Regions from separate parts of the Mus musculus genome. Here regions 1, 2, 4, 5, 6 and 7 are each linked to region 3. The links are chromatin contacts, called in public Hi-C, HiChIP or PLAC-seq and promoter capture Hi-C maps. All regions are on one chromosome and are shown on one strand. The core of a region is the stretch at or near the end of the contact, and the rest is flanking DNA. Distances in the headings are between cores, read along the strand shown.

Region 1 (3,435 bases), core at 259-2,758, 620 kb after region 3:
GACCAGAGCCACAAACAGAAGAGGCTGTGGTCCCTATGCTTCTCCACTCCGGGAGCATTCCTGGCAAGGGTTAACTGTGTGTATAAAATTGATTGCGATTTTAGTAATTCGGTATAATCACAGTCTACCAGCAGGTTGCTTCTCCAGCAGGAGGGTTTGGAATTATTTTCTGGAGTTTGCAATATAGAACTTAAATTAAGCCTCAGAAGTCAGGGGAGCTCGGCGGCATCCCTAATGCGGTGCTAAATTCTCAGCAGCACAGGCTCTGTGTTAAAGCCTTCGCTGGCAATTAGGTTCATTAACTATCACAATACCTTATTTATTACTCTCCGTGCCATATGGTTTCCCAGCTAAAGAATGGTGCCGGTTCTCCTCCAGACCATTTGGCATCATAAAAATGTTAACAAATAATATTATGGCTCTCGGGGGCACAAGGCCTTGCTGGGTTCTGGGTCTAAGCGGCGGGAGAGAATATGAAAACATTTTTCTTCTATGGTGAAATAAAAAACTTCCTTGAGACAGAAGTATTCGGAGAGCATCTCGCTGCATAACGTAAACCGCAGTTTTATTTACCCTCATAATGGTTATGTCGATATCTGCATCAGCTGGGTTCGCACTCATCCTCCTCCCCACTCCTTTTGGGTCGTTTTCCTTTCTAGCCTTTCCTGTTCTTGCTTCTTGACTTCCATGGTTTGAGACCAACTGCAGGCAGACCTACCACAGGCTTGTGCGGTGATCCGCCGGTGAGCCAATAGCTGCCCTGGGGTTGCTTGCAGTTAGCCGCTGTATCAGTCAGCTTTCCATCACTCTCACAGAGTACCTAAAACCATCAGCTTATAGAGAAAAGGGCAGATGAGCTCACGGCATTGGAAACTCCTGTTGCTTTTAGGGTGTGATGTGGATGTGGAACATTGTGGCAGGAGTACCTGGCAGAGCAAAATAGTCAATAAACAGAGGACAGGATGAAACAGGGGCCCGGATCTCACAACAAACCCTAAGATATGCCAGTGATGACCTGTTTTCTCCCATGAGGTCTCACTTCTCAAAAGTTTGCCCCTCCATCAAATAGCACCGTTTGGGATCAGTCCCTTAACGCATGGACCTCTGAAGCACACATACAACTCAAACTTCAGCAGCTGCTCCGCCTTAGGCATGTGCCACAACTCTGTTTCCCACTCCTTCCTCTGCTTCCCGCTGAAGATAGGGAGTGGTGCATGCGCCCTGTTGCCCCAGCTTGAGCAGGTGTGTCCAGCCACCCAGGCTGGGCAGCCTCCAGTGTGCAGGAGAGATCTCAGAGAGAAGTTATCCGAGAGCAAAGATATATCCGAGAAAAGATAGATCAGGGGTGAAGGTGGGGGTGGGGGAGATGCATCTCAAATCGCCTTCTCAGGAAAGCCACCCAGAGAGGGCAAAGCATTGTTCTCCTCTCATCCTCAGATGTGGGGGTGAGAGACGGCGTTTGTCTTAGAGCTGCTGAAAATGAACACACAGGACCAGTTCTTCAGGAGCAGCAGGTCCTGGTGCCCCACCCCGTGAGCTGCTTCTGCTATGGTTTGAACATGAACTGTTTTCTACAGGCTCCTGCACTTAAGCATCTGGTCTCACTGTTTGGAGACGGAGTGAGTCGTTGGGGGTCGGGGTGGCGCTTGAGGATTATTACATTAGCCCACTGCCAGCCCAAGCTTCTGATCCCTGACATTGGACACAGCGTAACCAGCCTCCTCCTGCTTGTACCCGTGTATGCCTTTCCTCTCATGATAAAACACACCCCAAGCAGGGATCCCAAAAAAAACCTTTTCCCCTTTAAATTGCTTCTTGTCCTGTGTTTTGCCACAACAACAACCATTGACTAATGCAGTTTCCGACACTGCCCAGCCTTCCCCTGAAGTGGAAAGCCTGCCTAGACAGAACCCCCACACAGGTTCCAGAAAGTACTTTGTGATTTTTCTTTTCTCAAATGACCTCGGGCTGGCGAGATGGCTCAGTGGTTAAGAGCGCTGACTGCTCTTCCGAAGGTCCCGAGTTCAAATCCCAGCAACCACATGGTGGCTCACAACCATCCTTAATGAGATCTGACTCCCTCTTCTGGAGTGTCTGAAGACAACTACAGTGTACTTACATATAATAAATGAATAAATCTTAAAAAAAAGACCTCTCTGGCCTGGCTGGGAAAACTCTCATTGGAAAGCAAGCTAGCGCAATGGTCAGAGCTCTGCTGTAACCCCTGAGTTGGATAGCTTGTCTCTGGCTGGGTGCTTCCATCTGCAATGTGAGGTTAATGATGATGACACCCATTGCCATAGAGTTCCAAAGATGAAATGAATTAGACTCTCTAGGGACCTGGGACAGAAGTCAACACAAAGCAAGTGCTGAACAGGGAAGAGCTGTGGTGACCAGGGAGAGCTGTGGTGGCCAACTTCTACTGGGCCGCCTCTTTCTTAGCCCTGAAGTTTCTTTCCATCTCTATTATTGAGATTTAGAAAGCCATGTGAGACCCATGTGCTAAGAGCTTGGTCCCTAGCCGTTAATGCTATTGCAACGTGCTGCCATTTTTAAGACTTTAAGATGTAGGACCCAGTGGAAGGAAGCTGGGTCATTTGGCTGTCCTTGTAAGGGACATTGAGATCCTGGCTGCATCCACTCTTTTGCTTGCAGGTTGCCATGATCCACTTACTCTGCCATGTGCTTCCGTTGTGGTGTGCTCTCTCACAACGGGCTCGGAAACACTAGGCCATCGACCATCACCTACAAAGCTGAGCTGAAGCAGACCTCTCTTCTTTTCGAGTTGAACATATCAGGTGTTTGTTGCTACAGTGAAAAGCTGACCAGCACAGTCCCTTTGGGGGCATTTAGAAGGATGGACTGATCCCAGCTCCCCAGATACACCATCCCATCCCAAGTCTGGTCCTGATGCTGGGCAACATGAGCAGGTTAGTGTCAGGTGGTATCCATTCCATTCCTGTGCCGTTTCCTCCATGTGACATGTAGCCTCTGAGCTCCCAAACTGCAGCGTGTTCCCCTGAATGTACTACCTCACCCAAATCTGTGGTGACACAGAGTGACAGAGACCTGCTGCGAATCAGCGTCAAAACATCAAACTGATGACACCTTGGAGATCATCAGAGGAGGTGTCTTGGCCATAGTCAAACATCTATTAAAAAGGTAGAAGGGAGTCCCTAGTCAGATCCCTACCCAACCCCACCCCACCCCGCACTGAGTAGAGTCAGGGGTGGAAACAGTGCTGTGGAGAGAAACTCGGTTGAATCTGGTAAATGCCAATCAAAGCAAAGCTCAGAAAGGCTCAGGTCCCACTGTTGGAACAGAGCTGACCCAGGCTCTTTAGAAAGAAGAGCCAGTTTAGACAAAGGAGAGCCTGTCCCTGAGCTGGGACTGGTTACACAGGCCTGGGCAGGCTGAGGAAGGAGGATGGAGAGT
Region 2 (3,515 bases), core at 583-3,082, 650 kb after region 3:
AGACAGGAACTCAACAAGCTCAATGCTCCATTCCCATGGCCAGGCATTCACGGCAGGGGGGTGTGTGTTTTTCCTGTTCCCTTCTGCTCATCCACTCTTGCTTTCTTTATAGATGGCAGTTCCTTCTTAACGTCCTCAAATCCCCTACTTCTTACAGAGGGTTCGCCTTAACTTGAAAGAATCAGGTAGCCTTTACACAAGGTGTTTTTTGTTGTATACCAACTGACTGGGGTAGGGGGGTTTCGCCTTGTCTCACCCACATGACACTGCCTATGAGAGGGTAACTCAATTGTAGTTTTCTTCCTTTGCTTCCCAGTGCTCGGTTCTGCGGACTTCTCTCTCCCACTGCTAATCTGAGACCTGGGAGTGTCAATTGTTAGGATGCCTTGTTATTATAAATGACCACCACGTTAGCAGACCCCCGTGCAGATCTTGTGTAAGCTCTGCCACCTGGTCTTCGTGGGTTTTTTTGTCTCCATTCACCGCCCACTTTCCTTCTCCTTTAGCTCCTGGGGAATCAAGATACGATTCTGTGGGTCCTGTGGGAGATCCGCGGTAAGCCAAGAACACAGCACCCCTAAACTGAAGCCTGGAACTAATACCTTAGGACTGGAGGGTGGGGCTGTGTGGGTGACTTTTCTGAGACCCCTGGGTGGCGCTCTCCACCACACCCCCAATAACACTGCGCTGGGGCTTTGGCCGGAGGCCAGTGCTCAGAAAAGAACCCTCCAACCTCAATTCCCTGCCTAGCTTCGTGTGCAAAGGAGGAGACGGTGCTTTCCGCGGGTAGAAGGAATATTTTTTTTCCTTTGGTCTTTCTACCCTACGGTTTGTCATCTCAAGTACGCCCTTTAAAATGGTCCAGCCGCTGAGGGAAGAAAGTACTCTGGAGCGGCCCAGCGCTCTTCCAAGCTTCCAGTAGCTCCTGAAGGCAGAGCTGAGTTAGGCGCAGAATCTTCAGAACTTTCCATCCAGGTTCCTGGGGCCGGGGAAGATGGGGGGGGGCGTGCGGGCGGGGAGGATGCCCGAGATTAGGAGTGAGAAAGTATTACTACTCAGGCCTTCGCATCTCAGTGTGCAACAATCTAGATAGCAAAATCGAGGTGCTGCCTCCTACCAGATTTCTACTGGCCCCTTTAGATTTATCTGGCCAAATCCGGCGAACTCCTGTGGTCAGGCATCAGAGGCCTGGTTTGGGACTTGGGAAACGACCCATTTAAAGCTAGGGTAAGGGAGGATGCGATCCGAATCCTGAGAAAAAGTGAAAAGCTAGAAGCCACACACTGAACTGGTGCAAATAATAAAAAACGGGACAAAACTGCGCTCTTGAGTACTGGAGTTGGGGGAGTTAGGGGCGCGGGATACACCGCATGCCCAGTGGAAATGAAAAAACCTGGGGCTAAAGTGGGAACCGCTTCTCCCACTCATCCTTCTGACCCCTTGGGGACTGCCAGGTCCTCTGCGGCTCCTCTTCCTTTGCAACCTTTTGCCCTCTCCACCTAGCCAACGAGCAGCAGCCGCTGCCGCCGGGGCAGCAGCTAGATGTCAGGAGAAGCCCGGAGCGCCGAGCGCTGGGAAGGGAGGGGAGCGCCCGGGAAGGGAGGGCAGGGCTGGGAGAGCGCACGGGCTCTGCCAGGGCGGGGGTGGGGCGGGGTGGGCGGGCCAGGACCGGCCAGGGGGAGGGGAGGGGGCAGCTGTGGGCAGGGAGCCGGGCTCGGCCGCCAGCACTAAAGATGGAGAGGCGCCGGGGCCTCGCAGGGGAGGGGGCTCGGCGTTGACGTGGGACGCGGCGGAGGCGCCGCAGCCGGTGGTGATTTGCTAACCTAGCGGCAGAGAGGAGTTAAGGGTGACGAGAGCGGGTACTGCGAACTGCCGGGCGATGCCGCCGCTGCCGCCGTGAGATCCGGAGCAACAGTTCCCCAGCAACACCCCTTCCCCGATCCAGGCACACCCCTAACCCCCCAGGCACGCACACCCACCCCAAGCTCCAGGCTCCGTAAGCGGTAAGTGTATGTGTGTAGGAAACCCGGGAAGGACTCGCACCGCCCAGCGACCGCCTCCCGCCAGGGCGCCCTGGGGCGGGAGAGGTTTAGGCGGGTGGTGCTAGCTTTGGCCACTCGGCCGCTGGGCTCGTGCGGGGTTCTCTGGTTGCTGCTGCAGCAGCGATCGCCAGTGCCCGTTGGGGGTCAGCTAGAAAGCGGCGCTGAGGCTGTCAGCTTGGGCACAGCTGCCTCACCAACCTTTCTTCTCCGGGCACGGTCCGGTCCGGGTGAGAGGTGGCAGGCCGGGAGGTCTGCCAGGGCTGCGGGCGCGTGTAGTCGGGGACTGGGTGTCTTTGTACAGGCAAGGGCTGGCGGAGGAGCAGAGAGCCTGTGGGTGCTCATATGTATGCGGACCGGTGCGCTTGGCGTGAGATAGGATTGTGTCTTATTTATTTGTGTTTATTCGCTGGCGAGCTGGGGAGCTAGACCCGGAGGAAGCAAGGAGTGAACCTGGGGGTCGGGTGGGAGGGGACTGGTATCCGATCGGGTTTTGTTTTCTTTAGAGAAAACGTGGTGGGATTTTTTTCTTCTTTTTTTGATTGGACTTGATGCCCTCTTTTAAGGAGAGAGGGACGCTTCGGAGAGACTCTGGCGCTCCGAGTCCTCCTCGGCTCTCGGTGGGAACGGCCGGTGGAGCGGGAGCTCGCTGTGCGCTCCCGGCCGCGCACGGTGGGTTCCCGGCTCTGCACCTGATGCATTCGGGATGTCTTTCCCACCCTGGCGCGCTGCAAGCTTGCCCAGCCCCTCGCACGCTCCCGCACGCGCTCGAAATGCGCACGATCCTGCCAGCCTGCGGACCCCACCGGAATGCACAGGAGCGCACCGCTGCAACCAGCTCGCCTCCTCCCCGCCACGCTCCCAGCGTGTTTGACTCGGGCACGCCGGCAGCTGGTGCGGGAGGCCGGGGACCCTGCTGGTGACTTCCCGGGGATCGTGATCTTGGGTGGAAGGTGGAGGACCCAGAGATCTCTTCTCATTTGGCCTCCCACCACTCGCCTCCAGGCTTTTGTGCATCCTTTTCTCCCCTGGGGGGGTTGCGCTGCCGGGCCGGCCTAGCAGCGGCGTCCAGCCCGCTCGGACCTTCTCCTTTCCCCAGGCTCTTTCGCTTTCCCCCTTTCTTAGTTCTGTTCCCTTTCTTCCAGGCACCTGACTCCTGGGGAAAAGTTGCTTTCCCAAGTTTGCCAAAGTCCTATGCAAGTCTCGGCGGGGGTCTCTGGGAACAAGGGGTGTGTTGCACCATCGATCCTCGGAGCTCTGGCGGGTTAGCGCTGGCTTTGCCCAGAATCGGCTGATCGCTGCACCTAGGGACGGTCGGATCGCGGGTGCGGAGCCGCCGGTTAGGGATAGGGCACCTTGATTTCCCTCAAGGCCCAAAAGGTTCCTTTGAGCAGCGAACCTTCTTTATTTTGGCTTCTCCCCCTTAGTTCTCCAAATCTCTGATCTCTCTCCCGAAAGCACACCGTGCTCATGAAG
Region 3 (3,100 bases), core at 185-2,684:
CACAGGCCTCCATTGGCTAACTGCTGGGTGGGTGGGGGGGCATAGTCAATGAGTCACACTCGGGTTATTGAAGGTTCTTGTTCACAGTTGCTTATCTGTATACCACACTGGCCATATCAAGTTACCAGGGCACAAAAGTAAAATCTACATAGGCCTGGACAAAAGAGCATGAGACTCTTTGCTGCCAGGTGACTGACTTTCTGGGGTCACTTAGGACTTCTGACCAATCCGAGGTAAGTTTGGTGGCACACACCTGCCATCCCAGCACCCGAGACAATAGGATCACCTTGAGCTCGAGGACACCCTGGGCCACAAAGTGAATTTTGGGCTATGCAGGGCCACAGAAAGGTATAGCATCCAAAACACACACACACATACACACACACACACACACACACACACACACACACACACACAGACCAGCTAAAGAAGCAAAGTGAAACAAAACAAAACCCTAGTAATCTATCAAGTGTAAGATTTGTCCCCGCAAAGTGGCTTGTGACTGTACCACTGTAATCTTACTCTTCAGGACAGATGGCCCTTGGAAGCCTGATGCAAACTGTCAACTCTCTTATCCTTTCTCCATCCGGAATAGCATACTTGACAGTTTCTGTAGGCACATTTGCTCATCTAAGTCCACGTGCTAGAAACAAAAAGACAAAACAAAGGCAAACCTCTGGTCCTAAGGAATGGGAACTAGTCCTATAACACATGGGCTTATGGGACTGGGGAGGGCAGAGCTGCACTCCATAGCAACAGGAATGGAAGCCGTCAGACAGAAAGAGCTTCTGAAGACGCACCAGCCAGCCAGTCTGTGGCTACTGAGCATCACTATCCAAGGCAGTCCTGGGTGCAAGTGAGTCTGTCCCTTCTTCGGCCAGTAGTTCTGGAACTCCCATCGCCTCTTCTTACCTGGGTTCTTGCCTGGCCACTGGCTAGCCTCAGGCACTTTTTTGTAGATTCTGGTTTTGACTGATCTACATTACCCACATTTTAGAGCTCAGGACTCACCACTCTTCCATTCCCTGTGATGTGCTCTCTCTACCCTAAATCCTACTGTTGTTTGTATATCACTCACTTCTGTAGCTAGATAGGATCCAGCCCCCTTAACCATAGCTTTGTCGGAAAAGTGTCGTTTTTCCATTTCATTTACGAGAAAAATTGAGAATCAAAGAGACGGTACTGCCTTGGAGGCCATACATTGGTCATTAAAAACAAACCTGGACTCACACCGAAGTACGCTGGATGGAGCCTTTACATTATGGGACTAAAGATATGAAACCAACTGGGAGAACCCTCGCGGCTCCAGAGTGGAAGGGCTTTCACTGACGTTGCTTTAGCGACCAGCCGGCACCAACTTGCTTCTGGGTGGGACATCCCAGCTTCAAACGGGGCAGCGCGTTCTTTGGGTCACGAGAGGCCCCGCCCTCTCCAAGGCCCCGCCTCTCCCCAGCGAAAGCCAGTCACAGCCTGTCCTCAGCTTCCACTTCCCGTCCGATCCTGGGCACTAAAGGTCAGTCTAGCCGGGTGGCCGTGGGGAATCTATCTTGGAACTGTTCCTGGCCTGGGCTTAGAGTTGACAGAGGCCACTGACTCGGGCCCTGAGTTTGATCCAGTACCAGCTGCAGGCTGAGACCAACCCTGGAAGCACAGGGCCAGGACGCTGGGGAGCGGTTGCCTGGCAACAGTACAGCTGTCCCCGCCCTCCCTCCATGGAGTTGTGTAGTACCGAAGGGTGGGGCTCGGGTGTGGGTCCTCCACCCCACCGCCGCTCTGCTCCTTTCCAGGGAGCCTTGGCTCTGCGTTCCTGCTGACCCTTCTGGCTTGGGTGTACTGTTCCAGAAAGACTGGCTTTCTCCGTCCATGAAGCGCCTGGTTCAGGCCAGCCTGTAGCTCTGCACGAGTTAATTCCCTCCTCCACCCCCCACCTCACCCCCACCCCCACCCCCGATGTGAATCTCATTCCTAGGGAGTGTTAGCTGTTTGAGCCATATGCCAAGGCTGTTTTCTAGATAAAAGAAGCCTGACTAATCACGCATCCACGTTCAGGGTGCTACAGTCAGACCCGTGGTGTCCTCTGGGTTCGCATTATGATTTCCATAACGTAGACGGAGAAACTGGGACTCACGGGCTAATTGTGCATGTCAAAGTTTTAGTTCGCAGTTGTCTGACTGCACTACCAAGCCGCCTGTCTGCAAGCTGGAACCACAGTATAGTGTATTTAAAATATGCATACCTAGGGGGCGCTCCCAAACGAGCTGCGGCTCGCTGTGGGCCAAGGCTGGGGAAGTTTATCCTTCTGGTGATCTTTAGGTTGTGTGGATACGCCTTTGGGTACCTCCGAGGTTATCATGTAGTCTTCACATTCAAAATCAAGTGTAATAAAGCTAATGTACTTGGTAGAGTACTGAAAAGCAGACGCTGGTGCACTGTGGCACCTCCTCTTCATCCTCAGAAACAGGGCGGAGGCAACGGTTTTAATGGAGTGTGGACATGTTCATGAAGGTAGTCTTCTCCCTACTTATCCTGTGCTTTGCCTGGCCCAAGCTTCCGACTAGGCACACCTGTCATGGCCAAAGTTGGAAGACCACACTCGTCCCCCAGCCCTGGCAATAAGTCGGCTCCTCTCCCAGCTTCCTTTGCCATCAGGTCCCTAAATCACAGTGGTTGGTGGTTAGCTTTGGAGGAATTATTGTAGAGCATTTCCCCCCAGCAGAGGCAGGGCTGGCAGCTCTCCGGAAGTGTGGCCACAAATAATAACTGTCCCTTGGCCTTAAACAGCAGTCAGAGGGAAATGGCTCACCCTGCTGTTATTCACGACATTTACAAACACTTAGTCTTAGACAGATAATAAGCCCGATGGTTCTGTTTAGTGTTTTATATTATTAATTTCATAATTTATACTGCCTCCCTTAGAGATTTGTGTCTGCGATGGCTGATGATCAAGAGAGAGACTTGCAGAGATTTCTGGAAAATGTGGATGAAATAAGTAAGTCGCATTAAGTCACAGGCTGAGTTCTGCCTTGGAGCGGTGAAGTGGGTGAAGAAAAACGAAGTTAGCTCCCTGGCTTGTTTGACAGGTTTATGACTCTCAAGGAAA
Region 4 (3,399 bases), core at 784-3,283, 790 kb after region 3:
CTCTCTCTCTCTCTCTCTCTGCCTTGCCCTGGTGACTTTTTCACAGCCAGGAAGGCAAGAGAAGCTGAGCAAGAGGGAAATTAAGTCTCTATGAGAGAGGAAAAGAAGAAGGGAAGACCCTCCCAATTTTGGGTCCCCCAAACATCTTAGTTGTCTGAGGGACCCTCCTCCGGTAGTCTACTACTAGTGCAGAAGTGTGAGTCCCCCTCCCCCCTGTACAGCCACGTGGATCCCAGTAGTATGTGATGCTACCAGGAAGTGGCTCAGGAGGAGCGCTTCTTTTGAGAGTCTCACTTATGTGAGGAGCCCTGCATTTCTTCATGAAGAATCTCTCTGTGCCTGTCCTCTGTAGTCACGGGAACAAAGAGCTTCCTAGCCCTGTTGCTGCTGCTTGTGAGGAGGAGTAAGACTTCAGATGTCATTTGCCCTGTCAGAGGGTTAGTTTGCTCTTTGGCAGAAGTGTGTGGAATAAGCTACTTGCCTCATGGGCCTACTGTGCAGTGCACATAGAGGTTTCTGTCAGGGAGTGCTTGACAAGCTTCAGAGCGCTCAACAGATGCACGTGTGGGTTACTGATGGTTCCCCATACAGCTCTGGCTAGTAGTTTGTATTATTCTCATGGGCAGGATGGGAGTTCCAAGCTTTTTGTTCCTCCTGTTCTGTCTAGGCCATTTCAAAAGCATTTTTAGGAGAACAGGTGGGGTGGGAAAGAGAGTCCTTTAAAACTTCAAGCACCACTGTGTATGCTTTTCGCCTTGGTTGGCTAGCCGGGAAACCAGTTAGCCCGAATAAACTCAAGTGTGTGTCTCTGGCCACTAGGTAGCCCCATTCAGCAGACTGGGTTTCTCCAGGAAAGAAAAACAGAATGGTTTGTTAACTACAGAAATATCTCTCCCTTGTGCTCTCATTCTGAAAGAAGTGGATTAGTGTGGCCATATTTAACCCCTGACCCCGAGACAAAGGCATTATCAAAATTAGTTACTGAGAGAGTCCGTCTTCCCCTCTCTGCCCCCACTTCCCTGTTTGCAGGGGCTTCACTAGGAGCTCGGTAAACTTCAGAGTCTGAGCAAAGGTTTCGGAGGCCATGGTTGCCTTGGAGATATTCTAAAGCCCGGGCTGTGGAGATAGTCTAATATGGACTGAAGGATAGAGCCGGGATCTGTACTCATGTGTGGGCTCTTTCTGGCTTCAGATGTTCCATTGGATTTTAGAACCGTATTTTCCCAGTTTTTAACTATATGCTCAACTGTCACTTGAGCCTCAGATCTTGAGTTGATCTTAAGGGTGGCATCCAGTGTCTTTCTCCGTCCATCCCTCTGTCCGTCCTGGAGTCCAGTCCCTTTGGAGGTGGAGATGCAGCTAGACCTAACTGATTCTCATTCTCTTTGTTATTGAGTGTCTTCATAGCCTGGGCTAACTCAACTCTAGACTGTCTTTCTATCTGGGACAACACAATGACAATAAGCATCCCCTTGAGCTACGTCTGAGGTTAGATGACCATGGGACAGTTGTCAGGGGTTAGTGAGTATTATCTGTCATGGTCAGTATTGTCCTTGTCATCAGCATCCTAGCCACAGCTTCCTCATCACCTCCTTGGTCCCCATCCTGTCCTCCTGGGATAATCCAGGCCACACTGGGGTTTTCTGCCTGGACTTCTTGTTTCCTGACTCTGCTTTCTCCCTGCACCTTTTTTTTTCTGGCTGTTTACAGACACCCCGCCTAGCCTTCCTGGATGGAGTTTAAAGTTTGACTTTCTTTCATTCCAGGAAGTCCAACTTGCCTGGCAGGATCGGGAGGGAAAGGCACTTTCTTTATAAGCTCTCGATGAAAGCTGTAAAGCAAGCCGGTCAAGGGTCTGGCCGGCCCTGGCTCAGGATTAAGGCCAGCCCTGGAATGCTGAGGGGGCCTCTCTCAAGAAGCTAGTATCTATTTACAGTGCATGTCTCATAAACCCGAAAGCCAGGGTGAGGGCAGGGGGACTCGCCCTCCTGGCATGTGATTGATTATCTGGTATTTATGCCATTGAGGACTTGTCAGCGGTCTGGGGTCACAGGGTCATCTCGTGTGTCTTGCCGCCATCCCGCCCTCTTTTGTACAGTGTGGGCCAGGGTGCACTGGGCACAAAACAGCTTTTTCTTTTCCTTGGGAAAAGGGGGAGGGGGGACCCGGGGCAGTGTCAATGAAAAAATGTTTTCAACCTTTCTCAATAGTGCTCTTTTAATTCTAAAGAACATTTAATTAAAAGTAGCAGGAAAATTCATCTTAGAAGGTTTAACTTACCTTAACAGATACTATTGTGACCAAAAAAAAAAAAAAAAAAAAAGTAAAGAAACGAAGTAAAAGGTTTTGTATCTCCTGAGTCCTCCGAGGCCACTTTTGCTTGCCCTGTGGTAGTGTGGTCCTGACTTAGGAAGGAGAGAGAGACTGGGTTATTGCTAAGCAGGGTTACGTTGGTGTTTGTTGTCTGTACAGCTTTTTCTTGTTTAGGATGGAGGCTCCAAGCTTTGGATGGAGGCTCCGAGTTGGATATGTGAGCATAGTCCCCTAGAGGTGGCAGCCTGGCCCTGGGGTCCCCTCATGATCCCCTTTCCCAGGGCTTTTTCAGCACTCAGAGCTTGGGACACCTGGAGAAAACTACTACATCAGTGCCAGTGTTTTGCCGTTCAGGTATCTCAATCCTGGAAACCACCCTCTTGTCCGTTGTGGTAGAGGGGGCATCTCTCTAGGGAAGCTACTGCCTCTGGGACGACAGTGTGTGCTGGGGCTCAGAGGATCTCCTCTTTCTAAAATACTTGGAGAGAGCAGGGCTTGGTTTCCCACCTTTGTAGGAGGAACAAGTCCCCGCCCCAGCCCATGATCAGCAGAGAAATCTGCCTGCTCACTGACGACCTTCCGTCTGCTGAAGTTCAGGAATGGACACTATTTGTCCCTATCCCCATAGAGGATCTTCTGGAGCTGGGGCAAGCCAGAACACTAGTATGGAGTGCTGCCCCACAGTGGTCTTGCGGTCTGTGAAGGGGGTGTCAGCTTCAGAGACCCACCCAGGCTCCCGTCTGTGGGACACCCAGGGTGGGGAAGCATGACTCCCTCCTGGGACGTTCTGTCTGCCACGCTCAGTTTCCTGGATCACCCTGCAAGGCTGGGCAGGGGATTATGTGCACAGAGTTGGCTATGTGTTTGCTGTAAAGCCCCATGTCCCCATAGCACAGGGGTTTGTCTCCCTGTCCCACCCACGCACCATCCTCCACAACAAAGAGTCGTTGTCTACAGAATAGCTTTAGAAATCCCAATTCTTTTCTATTTCCTTCATTCCCATTCAAGTTAAATTAGTGAATGCTAATTTGGGTTGATGGGACACACTGGGTGGAAGCTGAGGTTCTGGCTCCTGCTCAGGGAAGG
Region 5 (3,261 bases), core at 479-2,978, 890 kb before region 3:
TGTCTTGACTGTAGAGACTCGTGGCTGGTCAAGGTGCTGACAACAAGTGACTGCTCACCATACACCTCCCCCCCTGAGGTACAGGGAGTGCTGTGGAAGAGGGGAATGAGCCTCGTGGAAGAAATGTCAGAATTGAATATGGGCGAGCGGAGCTGTGAAGCTATCTTGTGGGCGTAAGACGGTCTGGACACTCACAGCTAAGGTGTCTTACTTCGTGCCTGCACAGGACAGTCAGGTCCACACGCAGGGTTTCTTTAAGTGTAAGTTCCATTTCATTTGGATAGATGCCTGGGAGTACGGAAGCTGAGTTATTTGATAAGAGCACGTTTCTCCTTAGGAGAAATGATCAAACTGTTTTCCTAGGCGGTCATGCATTTCGAATCAGGTGCGTGTATACCAGGCAGTTACTCTGCAGTCTTGCTGGCACTTGCAAGAATCAACTTGCCATCATTTTAGCCACTGTGCTAGCTGTGAAGTGGTATCTCATTGTGGTTTGAATTTGTATCTCCCTGGTGCCCTATGATGTTGGCTACCTCTCCTTGCCATGTAAATTGTCTATTCCACTCTTTTGTAGGACACAGAAACAAAGCTTCATCTGACCAGGAAGCTCGCCCTGGCAGTTAGCTTCATAGCACTGAAAGGTCCCATGCAAGCTGCAGGGGGAGAAGAGACGTTAGTTGTCTTGTCCAGCACAGACCTGCCAAGCAAGATGTGCTGACCGGTACAAAAACCAGAGAATTTTCAGGAAGGATTTCCTGAGGGGAGAACACCCTCCCCCGGAGTGGGTGGTACCTGCCACTGGCAGCCAAGATGTAAAAAGGTCCAAAGAAACAACAGAGCTGTTTGCCTGCCTTTGCTTCCTGCTTCTGAGTGACCGGCATCTGCCTTGTTGCTGCCTCCGCTGCCAGTTTTCACTGACAGCAGAACACAGCTTCTCCAGCCTTCCAGCAGGGTGTGAAGAGCAGCAGCCCCCTAGCAATCCTGCAGGCTTTCAGCACCAGACTGGGACTGCTGAGGAGTACAGCTTCATGGATGGAGCAGCTACTGGACTCTGTTCCCAGTGTGCAGAGGGCCACTTATAGACTACTCAGTCCTTACTGTGTAAGACAATCAATGAATCCTATATTCACTCTAGAAGAATAGACAGAACTCTACTTTGTATGGTATTGTGTTTGTGGATTTTGATGGTAAGACAGTCTCAGTGGTCTATCCTTTCCTCAGGGGCAGAGGCTCTCTAATGGCCAAGGCTGAGGACATTTACCTGGGCATCCTTCAAGGCTAAAGGAGTATTTCTGTTCCATTACAGGCTGAATCATGTCACCTCTACCCCAAGTTCCTAACTCTCAGCACATCAGAATGTGATTGTATTTGGAGAATGGTCTTTTAAAGAGATAATTAAGATGAGGAACTTGAGGTGTCCTGATGCAAACTGGATGATGTCTATATAAGAAGAGATCTGAATGCAAGGAGGCATCAGGGACACACACACACACACACACACACACACACACACACACTCACACACATGCAATATGATGTCACAGTAAGAAGGTCATGACTTGGAAGCTGAGGAGAGGCCTGAGACCAAGTTTGCAACGACTTTGATCATCTTTGACTTCTAGACTCTACAACTGTGGGAAAGTGAATGTTGTTTAGACCAGCTAGTCTGTGGGGTGTTGCTATAGCAACCCTAGTGGGTGAGCATGTGTTCCCTAGCTATACAGGAGCTCTGCCTGGGGCCCCAGAGTGACAGAATGTGCCTGCTCATCCTCCTTCAGCCATTGCATTCTCTCCTTGTCCCCAATTCTATCTAAAGCAGGAAGCAGCCATGCTCTCTGTCACCAGGCCGCTTTCCGATGACTGCAGCGCCTGCAGCAGCAAACGTGGTCCCAACCCTCCCAGCCTTACCCTCTCCATCATGGCTCTCGTAATCCAGCATCATCAACCTTGCCATAGCCTACATTTCCCTACCTCCTGGGCTAGAACTTGGGAAGTAGACAGCCCATCAGGGAATGTCCAGGGTCTTCTCTCTTCACCTGCGGCTCTGCTCCTAGGCCCTTTGTACCCCAGGGAGATTCTAGTAAAACTTTGACGGTAGTAATAAAAGTCTTAACATTTGGAGGAAGGGAAGCTGTCTCCAAGACAGATTTTAGGCCCCTTTTACTCTGCGTTTGTGGCATTTTCTTGGAGACCTTCCACTCTATCTCTACTTCCCCGTGCTAATTGTTGGGATCGATGCTGTAGCAATTATACGACGCTGACTGCAGCCACCACACATCCCAGGCTTAAGTGTTGCTAAATGTCACTTTCACACTCCCCAGTGTATGGGGTGTAATTATAACTGGTTCACTAGCTTCCCAGGGAAGGAGAAGGATGCTTTTAGCTCCAAAAGGAGAATGGAAATGCATTTTTTTCCCTCTAAACTTTCAAGAACACTCATTTCTGGAGAGACCCTGGCCTGGAGAGAGAGGACATGACATAGGCTCTCTGCAAGCTCAGCACTCCTGCTGGGAACACAGTTGGGACTCACTCCTAAACATGGAGGATCACTGACTTCTCTTCTCATCCATGCTGCCGAAGCCCGAGATCAAACCCAGAGGCAAAGAGACAGAGACAACCCGGGGTCATTGTGATGGCCAATGCTACTGTGGAGCAGGGTGTTGGCAGATATTAAAGGCAGCAGGTGACGTGGGTGGAGCAGCGGGCAGCAGTAACCCAGCTTGGGGCTTGTATTTAGCCGTGTGCATTGTACGAATCACTTCACGATTTCATTTCTGCCACTTCTCAAGTGGAAATAATAAATCCTGTTTGACCTCCTTCAGTTAAATGAAATCCCACAAATATTTAGTCAGTGCCTGCTATGATTTAGTTGCTGGGGGATGTCACAGTGGTGTATAAGTTAGATCTGTCGCCTGCCCCCCTGTGAGCTTTGACTCTAAGCAGGAGTTAGCAGAGGGACAAAGCCAGCTTCTGTGCCATTTCTGCACAACCTTCAAGCTAAGGAAAGAGTTTACACTTATCAGATCAGTCACAGTTAAAAATCACAATAGAAAGGGAAAAAGAAATTACAAGTGGGGTTTCAAAGACTATACACAAAGACAATGAAAATATCCTCCTTTAAATGGTATGCTAAAATGACAGTGTTCTTGTATCTATGGGGTTAGATGAACAGGAATTAGGAGGGCAGAGGAAGATTGCCACACAAGCCCGGGGACCTGAGTCTGAGCTTTGGAACTTGTGTGTGGCTACATTGGTTTGTGT
Region 6 (3,266 bases), core at 743-3,242, 890 kb after region 3:
TCCCTGAATGATGTCATCAGACAATTTGTTGGATGACCCCAAAGCCTGGAGGTCAATCGTGTCATCACTCCCTCTTTTATGGACCATGCCTAACCCAGTTCTAGCTCTGTCCACTTTTTCTTCTTGTGTGTTCCCTTTCATCGGTGTTATTCTTGAAATATTTAGCTACATCTTTGTCCAAGCTACCTTTCCTGAGGAAGTACTCGCTCATCTCCACTTCTGTCCTTTCTCTCAGTTCTCTACATCTCAAGGCGTACTTCTGATCAGGGCCCTCCTCCCTTTTTTGAACCAAGGTCTTACATGGTGGCCTCCAACTTATGCTCTTGTTTCTGCTTCCCGGGTATTGTGATTATTGGTATGTGCCACCACGTCTGGTCTTTACATACCTTTGAGTGTCACCCTTTACATGTCCTAGGAGAGAAAGCAAAAATCCCAGTTTTGGAGACTTGTCTCTTAGTGTAGCCCTGATAACCTAGAACTTGCTTTGTAGACTGGGCTGGCCTTAACCTCACAGAACTCTGCCTGCCTCTGCTCTGCCTCTGCCTCTGCCTCCTCTGCCTCTGCCTCTGCCTCTGCCTCTGCCTCTGCCTCTGCCTCTGCCTCTCTGCCTCTGCCTCTGCCTCTGCCTCTGCCTCTGCCTCTGCCTCTGCCTCTGCCTCTGCCTCTGCCTCTGCCTCTGCCTCCTGATCCTGCTGAGATCAAAGGTGGACACCACCACACCTGGCCCAGAAAGTAAAATTCTAAGCATATTCAACAGAGCTTTCTGTTGTCTGGCGCCCAGGATTTCACTTGTCTGACTGTTCAGGCCCACCGGCACACTCTTCTCCTTATGTCTTGCACCTGGTGGTCTTTGTGCATGCTGTCTTCTCAGGCTGAACCATCTTTCTCCCCCTTGCTCCTCTCCCAGCCTCATACAACGATGTTATACGTTTTCTCCACATCTCTGCTTAACGTGGCTCTGTTTCTTTCCACTGTGCAATAGATCAAGCCAGGATCTCAACATCCTATGTTCTGTTCCTCCCTGAATTTCTCCGTTTTACTTATATTTTGACGAGTAATCCTTAGATTGTTTTCTCTCTCTTTCCCTCTGTAACCTCCAGAAAGACGGGAGCTGCTTCTCTTTTGCTCATCCCTGAGTCCCCAGTACCCATCCATCACATAACAGAGGTTTAGATGTGAGTGTAAAATAAATGAATGGATGTATCCTGTCTTTAAGACTCCACTATGTACCTTTTCCACCTGATTCGAGTGTGGGCTGTGCTGAAGGATTATGGGCAATCCTTCCCGCCTCTGATCAAGTTGGTTTGACTTCTCTTTGTTATGTAGAGATAGGGTCTTGTGTATTCCAGCTGGCCTCAAGCTCCTTATGAACTTGAGAGTGACCTTGAACTCAAGATCCTCCCGCCTTCAACTCACAAATGCTGGGATTTAGGGCATATGCCACCACACCAGGCTTCTTTAGCCTTTATTTCCTTGAGACGTTTTGATGGCTTTGTCACAGGAGGGTTTGCTGGAGTCTCTAGGGGTGGGACGTAAGGCAGAGAGTCATAATGGAAAAGTCTCCTGTGGACATTCTGACTTAACAACAACTGCCTTGCCTCTCAGGGTAGGCAGAATCTCAAGATAACCACTGGGTATAGGAAGACATCTTCACATAGGGCTCTTCCCAGGAGTCCTTACCTGTTCTTTCCTTCCCTTCTGTGTCCCTGAGGCTTGTGTACATAGTGTATTTACAGAGGAAATGGCAGTCTCTATTTGAAAGGATCGATCCTAACATGGAGAGCAGTGGCCATGCTGCAGTTAGCTTTCTGTAAACCAAGCGCCATGCTGTTCTGGTGCGTGTTTATCACCTTCTCCTTGAGCTAACTGCGAGTCTGAGTGGTAATTGCCCAGGTCTCCAGGCGAGTCCATTTCCCTGTGGGTGTGATCCGCAGTCCTCAAGGAGCCCTGAGGGGTAATCTTTACACAGCTGCCTTGGCAACTGAGTTCACCAGTGTTTGCTACGAGGCCAAGGACAAGCCGGTACCCAGGCAGTGGGAGCGCCTAACAAACTCCCCTCCTCAGGTTGGCACATTTTCTGTGAGCTTTTGAGATTTCACAGTGGGTTTCGCTGTGTGGGAACAATTTTCGTCATCATCTGACTGGCAAGTGCTAGTTCTGTGGTAATTTGCGTCTTTAAAATAGCTTACTACACAATAGAGCACAAAGGTCCACGCTGCTTCTGACGTCATTGGTTAAATACACATTCTCACGATGTCTCTGATCTACAGTGACATTTTAAAACATAAAAAAAAAAAGAAAAAAGAAAAAATACACCCAACCCCACAAACAAAAAAACAAAAATCAAAACCAAGCAAAAGCCCCAAAGCTGCCACGCTGTATTTCCTTAGCCTCTTCTGTATGCTTGTTATGTGTTCGTGCAGACAGGTAATTTCATTTTTTCTACTTTCTTCACCTATTTAAATCTGTTTCTCATAGATGTCTGTGGTTTAATCATCAGCTTTTCTTCTTAATACGTTCTGACAAATTATCTGTGTTTAGCAGGATAAGGAGGTAGCCTTGGAACAAGCCTCCCTACCTTTAGGATAACAGTTGCTCTGCTCTGTCCAATATAGCACAGGACATTTCAGCATAGGAGATTTTTAAATGAGGAAAATCCAAGACAAATTGGGACAAAGTGGTTGCCATAGGTCTGTCTTCATTCCTGATAAGGAGCAGGTAGATCCAACCAAGGGTAATTTTAAAACAGATTTTTATTATTTTAAATTATGTATATATGTGTGTGGGGGGGGGTATGTGCCAGTGGGTGCAGGGACCCATGACGTCCAGAAATGTCAGATCCTCCTGAGCTGGAGTTGCAGGAGGTTACGAGCTGCCCAGTGTGGCCACTGGGACCTGAGTTCAGTTTAAAAACTGATGGCACTACTGCTCCATGGTATGGCTAAGAAGAAGGTTTTTATTGTAGATATGAGAGAGAACAGTAAGCGACATCTAGAAGAACCCAAAGCAGAGAGAGAAAGAAGTACACTGAATATGGCCAGCACATTGGGCACAGCAAGGGCTCTCTGCAAGATAGGGGAGAATAGCAGGGGATAGAGAATAGAGAAAACACAGTCAGAGAAGCAGGGACAACACACACACACAAACACAGAGAGAGAGAGAGAGAGAGAGAGAGAGAGAGAGAGAGAGAGTCAGACAGATAGAGACATACACAGAGAAACAGACAAATAGTCACAGACAGACACACACACAAATAGACACACACA
Region 7 (3,451 bases), core at 565-3,064, 840 kb before region 3:
TATCTTCATTCCTCCAGGCATTTTTATACTGCTGTTTTATATAAGCAGCATTTAGATCTACTCCAACACTTACTTTGTTCTTAGTCTTTTTTTGTGAAGGATATCCCCTGGGGTTGCTGTTGGCTGGGTGTTCTCAGAGTGGTTTCTCAGATGCCATTGGTCTGAAAATCCCATTTCAGCCTAATTTCCCCATTAATTAATTAATTTATTTATTCAATTTACATCCTAAATGTAGCCTCCCTGCCTCCCACTCTCTCCTATCCATCTCTGACAAGGGTTAGGTCCTCCTGGGTACCAAACCACCCTGACATCTCAAGTCACATTGCAGAACTAGATGTATCCTCTCCCACTGAGGCCAGCCAAGACAGTCCAGTTAGGGGAACAGGATCCACAGGCAGGCAACAGAACCCGCGAAAGCTGCAGGTTTTTTTTTTTTTTTGAAAGAAGTTTGTATTTTTTTTTTCTTTTTTCCAGAAGTTGATTTTTTTTTTTTTTTTTTTTTTGAGACAGGGTTTCTCTGTATAGCCCTGGCTGTCCTGGAACTCACTTTGTAAACCAGGCTGGCCTCTAACTCAGAAATCCACCTGCCTCTGCCTCCCAAGTGCTGGGATTAAAGGCGTGCACCACCATTGCCCAGCCAGAAGTTGAATTCTTGATTGGCAGTTGTTTGTTTTCAATACATTGGCTATTCCCTTTTGGCCTGGGTACCATTATAGCTAAGAAGTTGGTGGTCAGGTAGCTTTCTTCCCTCTTCTTTAGTTTATGTATCACAGGGATGGATATGCATGCATGCTTTTCATTATTATTGGGGAAGTTTGGACTCTTAAATGTGTCTGTTGGTGACTTTCACCAACATTCCACCACTATCATTTCAAATATTGACAATTCCTGATTTTCTCCCTCTTCTCTGTGTGAAACACTGCACTGCCTTTGAAATGCTGCACTACTGTTTTAGGGTTTTACTGCTATGAACAGATACCATGACCAAAGCAACTCTTATAAGGACAACATTTAGTTGGGATTGGCTTACAGGTTCAGAGGTTCAGTCCATTATCATCAAGGTGGGAACATGGCAGCAACCAGGCAGGCATGGTGCAGGAGGAGCTGAGAGTTCTACATCTTCATCTGAAGGCTGTTATGAGAAGACTGGCTTCCAGGCAGCTCAGATGAGTCTTAAAGCCCACACCCACAGTGACACACCTACTCCAGGGCCACACCTTCTAATAGTGACACTCCTTAGGCCAAGCACATACAAACCATAAGGGCTTACTTTCTAACCCATGTCTTCTCTCACTTGTCCCCCGTAGCTCAGCTTGTCAGTGGCTAGAACCATCCACTGTTGTTTATTTCAAGATGTTTCCAGGCATTGTTACCAAAAGAGGGTGCTGAAATATTTTATAACTGGAATAGTTTATAATTTTGTTGTAGAGATTTAATGCACATATTCTTTTAAAAGGTCATTTTTATACAATACAATAAGGGCAGCTGAACTTTTTATGTGTGTTGATGGAAACCAGAGCTTTGGACATGCTAGGCAGGTGTTCTCCATTGAGCCTCATCATTGATTTTTTTTTAAAAGAAAATATTTATTTTTATTTTGTGTGTGTGTGACTATTTTCCTGCATGTATACATGTGTGATTGGTGCCCAGGGAGGACAGAAGGGGGCAATGGATCTCCTGGAACTAGAGTTACAGGTGGCGGTGAATCACCGTGTGGGTGTTGTGTGTTGGATCTGGAACGCTCTGGAAGAGCTCTTAACCACAGAGCCCTATATCACTGAATATTTTTTAAAAAATGAAGTCTAACAACTGAGTGCATCTGAGGTTTGTGAATCAGTTTCTGCCTGTTAGCAGCCTCTCTGGTTTCCTGTTGTTGAGTATATGGGTGGTAGTACTCTAATAAATTATGTTTAGAGATTCTTTGAGGCATTGTGCAGGTGTGCTGTTCAAAGAAGGCTCATGTTTAGTTCGATTGCATGCCTTAGGGAATTCCTGGTCTAGAAACAGTAATTTAAATCCATGTCCTGAGGACTTTTTTTCTTTCCTTTTTTTTTTGTCCCTCACAAAGCTACAAATCTATTTGATGGCGGTTTGTGTGCTTACAGTTTCTCAGGCGTGTTTTTAGTTTCATCTTCTCCCCGTGGTTCTGACTAATAGCTCTCCTATTGGTGTCTCAGGGTGCTTGTGGTAAGAATGAGGTGGGGAGGAAGGGTTTTTTCTGAGCTCACTCTTATCTGGAAGAGGCTATTTCATACAAGAAGTATCCGTGTGAATTGAAATACTTCCTGCTCCTTCCACCCAGTTCAGTCACTGAACTGGATCTAAACTGGAGCTCGGGTTAGTAGAGACATGCCCTCAGGACAAACACTGCTTTTTGCTCAATTTCCCTGGCCAGGGAAATTCATTCTCAATTATACTTTAGTGTGGTAATTTCTTAGTATGTTGTCTGGCCTTCTTGGATTTAAAGAAAGAGTCAACAGCCATCTTTCTGGTATTTTTGGTGGTTTCTAGCAGGAGTATTGAATTAACTTATTAGATATTGTTATTGCCCAAATGGAAATGTCCATCTCTATTGATGATAAAATAACAAATAAAATCATACTTTTGACTATGATGTCCTAGTTTCATTCGGTGTTTTACCCTGACCAAAAACAATTCAAGGAGGAAAGGGTTTATATTTGGCCTACACTCTCAGGTCACAATTAATCACTGAAGGAAGTCAGGGCAGGAAGTTGGGCTAGGATCTGAAGCAGATACCATGGAGGAACACTGCTTGCTCAATAGGCCATGCTTACCTAGCTCTTTATTATTATTATTATTATTATTATTATTATTATTATTATTATTATTATTATTTTACTTTTTAATTTTTTTATTTTACTAGCCCAGGACCTCCTTCCTAAGGAAGGACACTGCCTACAGTGGGCTGGTCCCTTCTACATCAACTAATAGTTGAGACAATCCTCCTTAGACATTGATACATGCCAACTTGATCTAGGAAATTGCTTAGTTGAGGCTTCTCTCTTGGATGACTCTAAGCTGTGTCAAGTTGTTAGTTAAGGGTAACCAGGGCATATGGTATATTAGAAAGTAAATCTGACATAAGTATACTTTCTTCCACAGACAACATTGTTTTCTTCTTACTGTCCCAAATTACCACCTTATTTAGTATAAACAAGGATGTTGATTTTAAAACATTATACTTATGTTATATAGATTCTCTTTCAAGTCTTTGCTCTGACATTTAAATTTGTTTGCAATGACATTTACACCAATTGTTTAGATCTATGTAGAGGAATTTTAATCCACCAACATGGCTACGCTGGCAAGAAATCACATCCAAAGACCTTCTAGATCTGTGTGATCCAACTCGAATGACACATCTTTAATCCCTCTCACTGGAATACACACACACACTCACACACACACACACACACACACACACACACAC

Evidence for each region. Promoter capture Hi-C pulls out the DNA fragments that hold promoters and counts their contacts. Hi-C and Micro-C count contacts between places; a contact is called where the count stands out from the background. HiChIP or PLAC-seq counts read pairs in DNA pulled down with a chosen protein or histone mark.
Region 1: a Hi-C map of the N1E-115 cell line shows a contact between it and region 3, with 5 times the contacts expected there. The contact joins the enhancer-like site here to the promoter of Ttc12 in region 3. A contact is called at or near these places in 7 of 39 promoter capture datasets (the 3T3-L1 cell line, the HPC-7 cell line, HPC-7-derived erythroid cells and 3 more), 1 of 15 datasets of contacts at CTCF or cohesin (embryonic stem cells), 7 of 484 Hi-C or Micro-C datasets (the N1E-115 cell line, embryonic stem cells, epidermal suprabasal cells and 2 more), 3 of 115 datasets of contacts at active chromatin or transcription factors (astrocytes and embryonic stem cells) and 1 of 9 other capture datasets (embryonic stem cells).
Region 2: a promoter capture Hi-C map of stem cell-derived epiblast-like cells shows a contact between it and region 3, with 6 times the contacts expected there. The contact joins the promoter of Zbtb16 here to the promoter of Ttc12 in region 3. A contact is called at or near these places in 18 of 39 promoter capture datasets (the 3T3-L1 cell line, 3T3-L1-derived adipocytes, the C10 cell line and 11 more), 4 of 484 Hi-C or Micro-C datasets (all in embryonic stem cells) and 6 of 115 datasets of contacts at active chromatin or transcription factors (T-cell acute lymphoblastic leukemia, bone marrow-derived macrophages, embryonic stem cells and 1 more).
Region 4: a promoter capture Hi-C map of the C10 cell line shows a contact between it and region 3, with 5 times the contacts expected there. The contact joins the enhancer-like site here to the promoter of Ttc12 in region 3. A contact is called at or near these places in 4 of 39 promoter capture datasets (the 3T3-L1 cell line, the C10 cell line, frontonasal cranial neural crest and 1 more) and 1 of 115 datasets of contacts at active chromatin or transcription factors (acute myeloid leukemia).
Region 5: a promoter capture Hi-C map of hippocampal neurons shows a contact between it and region 3, with 6 times the contacts expected there. The contact joins the enhancer-like site here to the promoter of Ttc12 in region 3. A contact is called at or near these places in 4 of 39 promoter capture datasets (embryonic stem cells, hippocampal neurons and neutrophils) and 4 of 115 datasets of contacts at active chromatin or transcription factors (T-cell acute lymphoblastic leukemia, embryonic basal ganglia, embryonic stem cells and 1 more).
Region 6: an H3K27ac HiChIP or PLAC-seq map of embryonic stem cells shows a contact between it and region 3, with 2.6 times the contacts expected there. The contact joins the enhancer-like site here to the promoter of Ttc12 in region 3. A contact is called at or near these places in 4 of 39 promoter capture datasets (the C10 cell line, hippocampal neurons, pre-B cells and 1 more) and 1 of 115 datasets of contacts at active chromatin or transcription factors (embryonic stem cells).
Region 7: a promoter capture Hi-C map of the HPC-7 cell line shows a contact between it and region 3, with 8 times the contacts expected there. The contact joins the enhancer-like site here to the promoter of Ttc12 in region 3. A contact is called at or near these places in 11 of 39 promoter capture datasets (the 3T3-L1 cell line, 3T3-L1-derived adipocytes, the HPC-7 cell line and 6 more), 2 of 15 datasets of contacts at CTCF or cohesin (embryonic stem cells and stem cell-derived epiblast-like cells), 53 of 484 Hi-C or Micro-C datasets (the AML12 cell line, CD8 T cells, the G1E-ER4 cell line and 33 more), 8 of 115 datasets of contacts at active chromatin or transcription factors (acute myeloid leukemia, astrocytes, bone marrow-derived dendritic cells and 4 more) and 2 of 9 other capture datasets (adipose tissue and embryonic stem cells).

Annotation. Positions count from the first base shown.
Region 1 is chr9:48,863,509-48,866,943 of GRCm38.p6, reverse strand. No RefSeq gene overlaps it. Among named protein-coding and RNA genes, the nearest start is that of Zbtb16, 29 kb to the right of the region's middle. Within about 2 kb of position 1,508, at least 2 of the 459 cell types and tissues checked have an H3K27ac peak or open chromatin away from gene starts, as enhancers often do. A contact at or near this core is called in the N1E-115 cell line, where this site is marked.
Region 2 is chr9:48,834,542-48,838,056 of GRCm38.p6, reverse strand. It overlaps Zbtb16 (zinc finger and BTB domain containing 16), which reads left to right and starts at 1,832. Exons shown (of 7, transcript NM_001364543.1): 1 at 1,832-2,003.
Region 3 is chr9:49,484,559-49,487,658 of GRCm38.p6, reverse strand. Ttc12 (tetratricopeptide repeat domain 12) reads left to right here and starts at 1,434. Exons shown (of 22, transcript NM_172770.3): 1 at 1,434-1,513; 2 at 2,917-2,989. The coding sequence starts at 2,932.
Region 4 is chr9:48,693,380-48,696,778 of GRCm38.p6, reverse strand. All of the region lies in intron 4 of Zbtb16 (zinc finger and BTB domain containing 16), which reads left to right. Among named protein-coding and RNA genes, the nearest start is that of Gm32280, 25 kb to the right of the region's middle. Within about 2 kb of position 2,033, at least 29 of the 459 cell types and tissues checked have an H3K27ac peak or open chromatin away from gene starts, as enhancers often do.
Region 5 is chr9:50,373,313-50,376,573 of GRCm38.p6, reverse strand. No RefSeq gene overlaps it. Among named protein-coding and RNA genes, the nearest start is that of Gm38579, 17 kb to the left of the region's middle. Within about 2 kb of position 1,728, at least 23 of the 459 cell types and tissues checked have an H3K27ac peak or open chromatin away from gene starts, as enhancers often do. A contact at or near this core is called in hippocampal neurons, where this site is marked.
Region 6 is chr9:48,595,792-48,599,057 of GRCm38.p6, reverse strand. The region is part of intron 2 of Nnmt (nicotinamide N-methyltransferase); the gene reads left to right. Among named protein-coding and RNA genes, the nearest start is that of Nnmt, 7.7 kb to the left of the region's middle. Within about 2 kb of position 1,992, at least 20 of the 459 cell types and tissues checked have an H3K27ac peak or open chromatin away from gene starts, as enhancers often do. A contact at or near this core is called in embryonic stem cells, where this site is marked.
Region 7 is chr9:50,323,279-50,326,729 of GRCm38.p6, reverse strand. No RefSeq gene overlaps it. Among named protein-coding and RNA genes, the nearest start is that of Gm39336, 23 kb to the right of the region's middle. Within about 2 kb of position 1,814, at least 28 of the 459 cell types and tissues checked have an H3K27ac peak or open chromatin away from gene starts, as enhancers often do. A contact at or near this core is called in CD8 T cells, the HPC-7 cell line, LSK cells and 1 more, where this site is marked.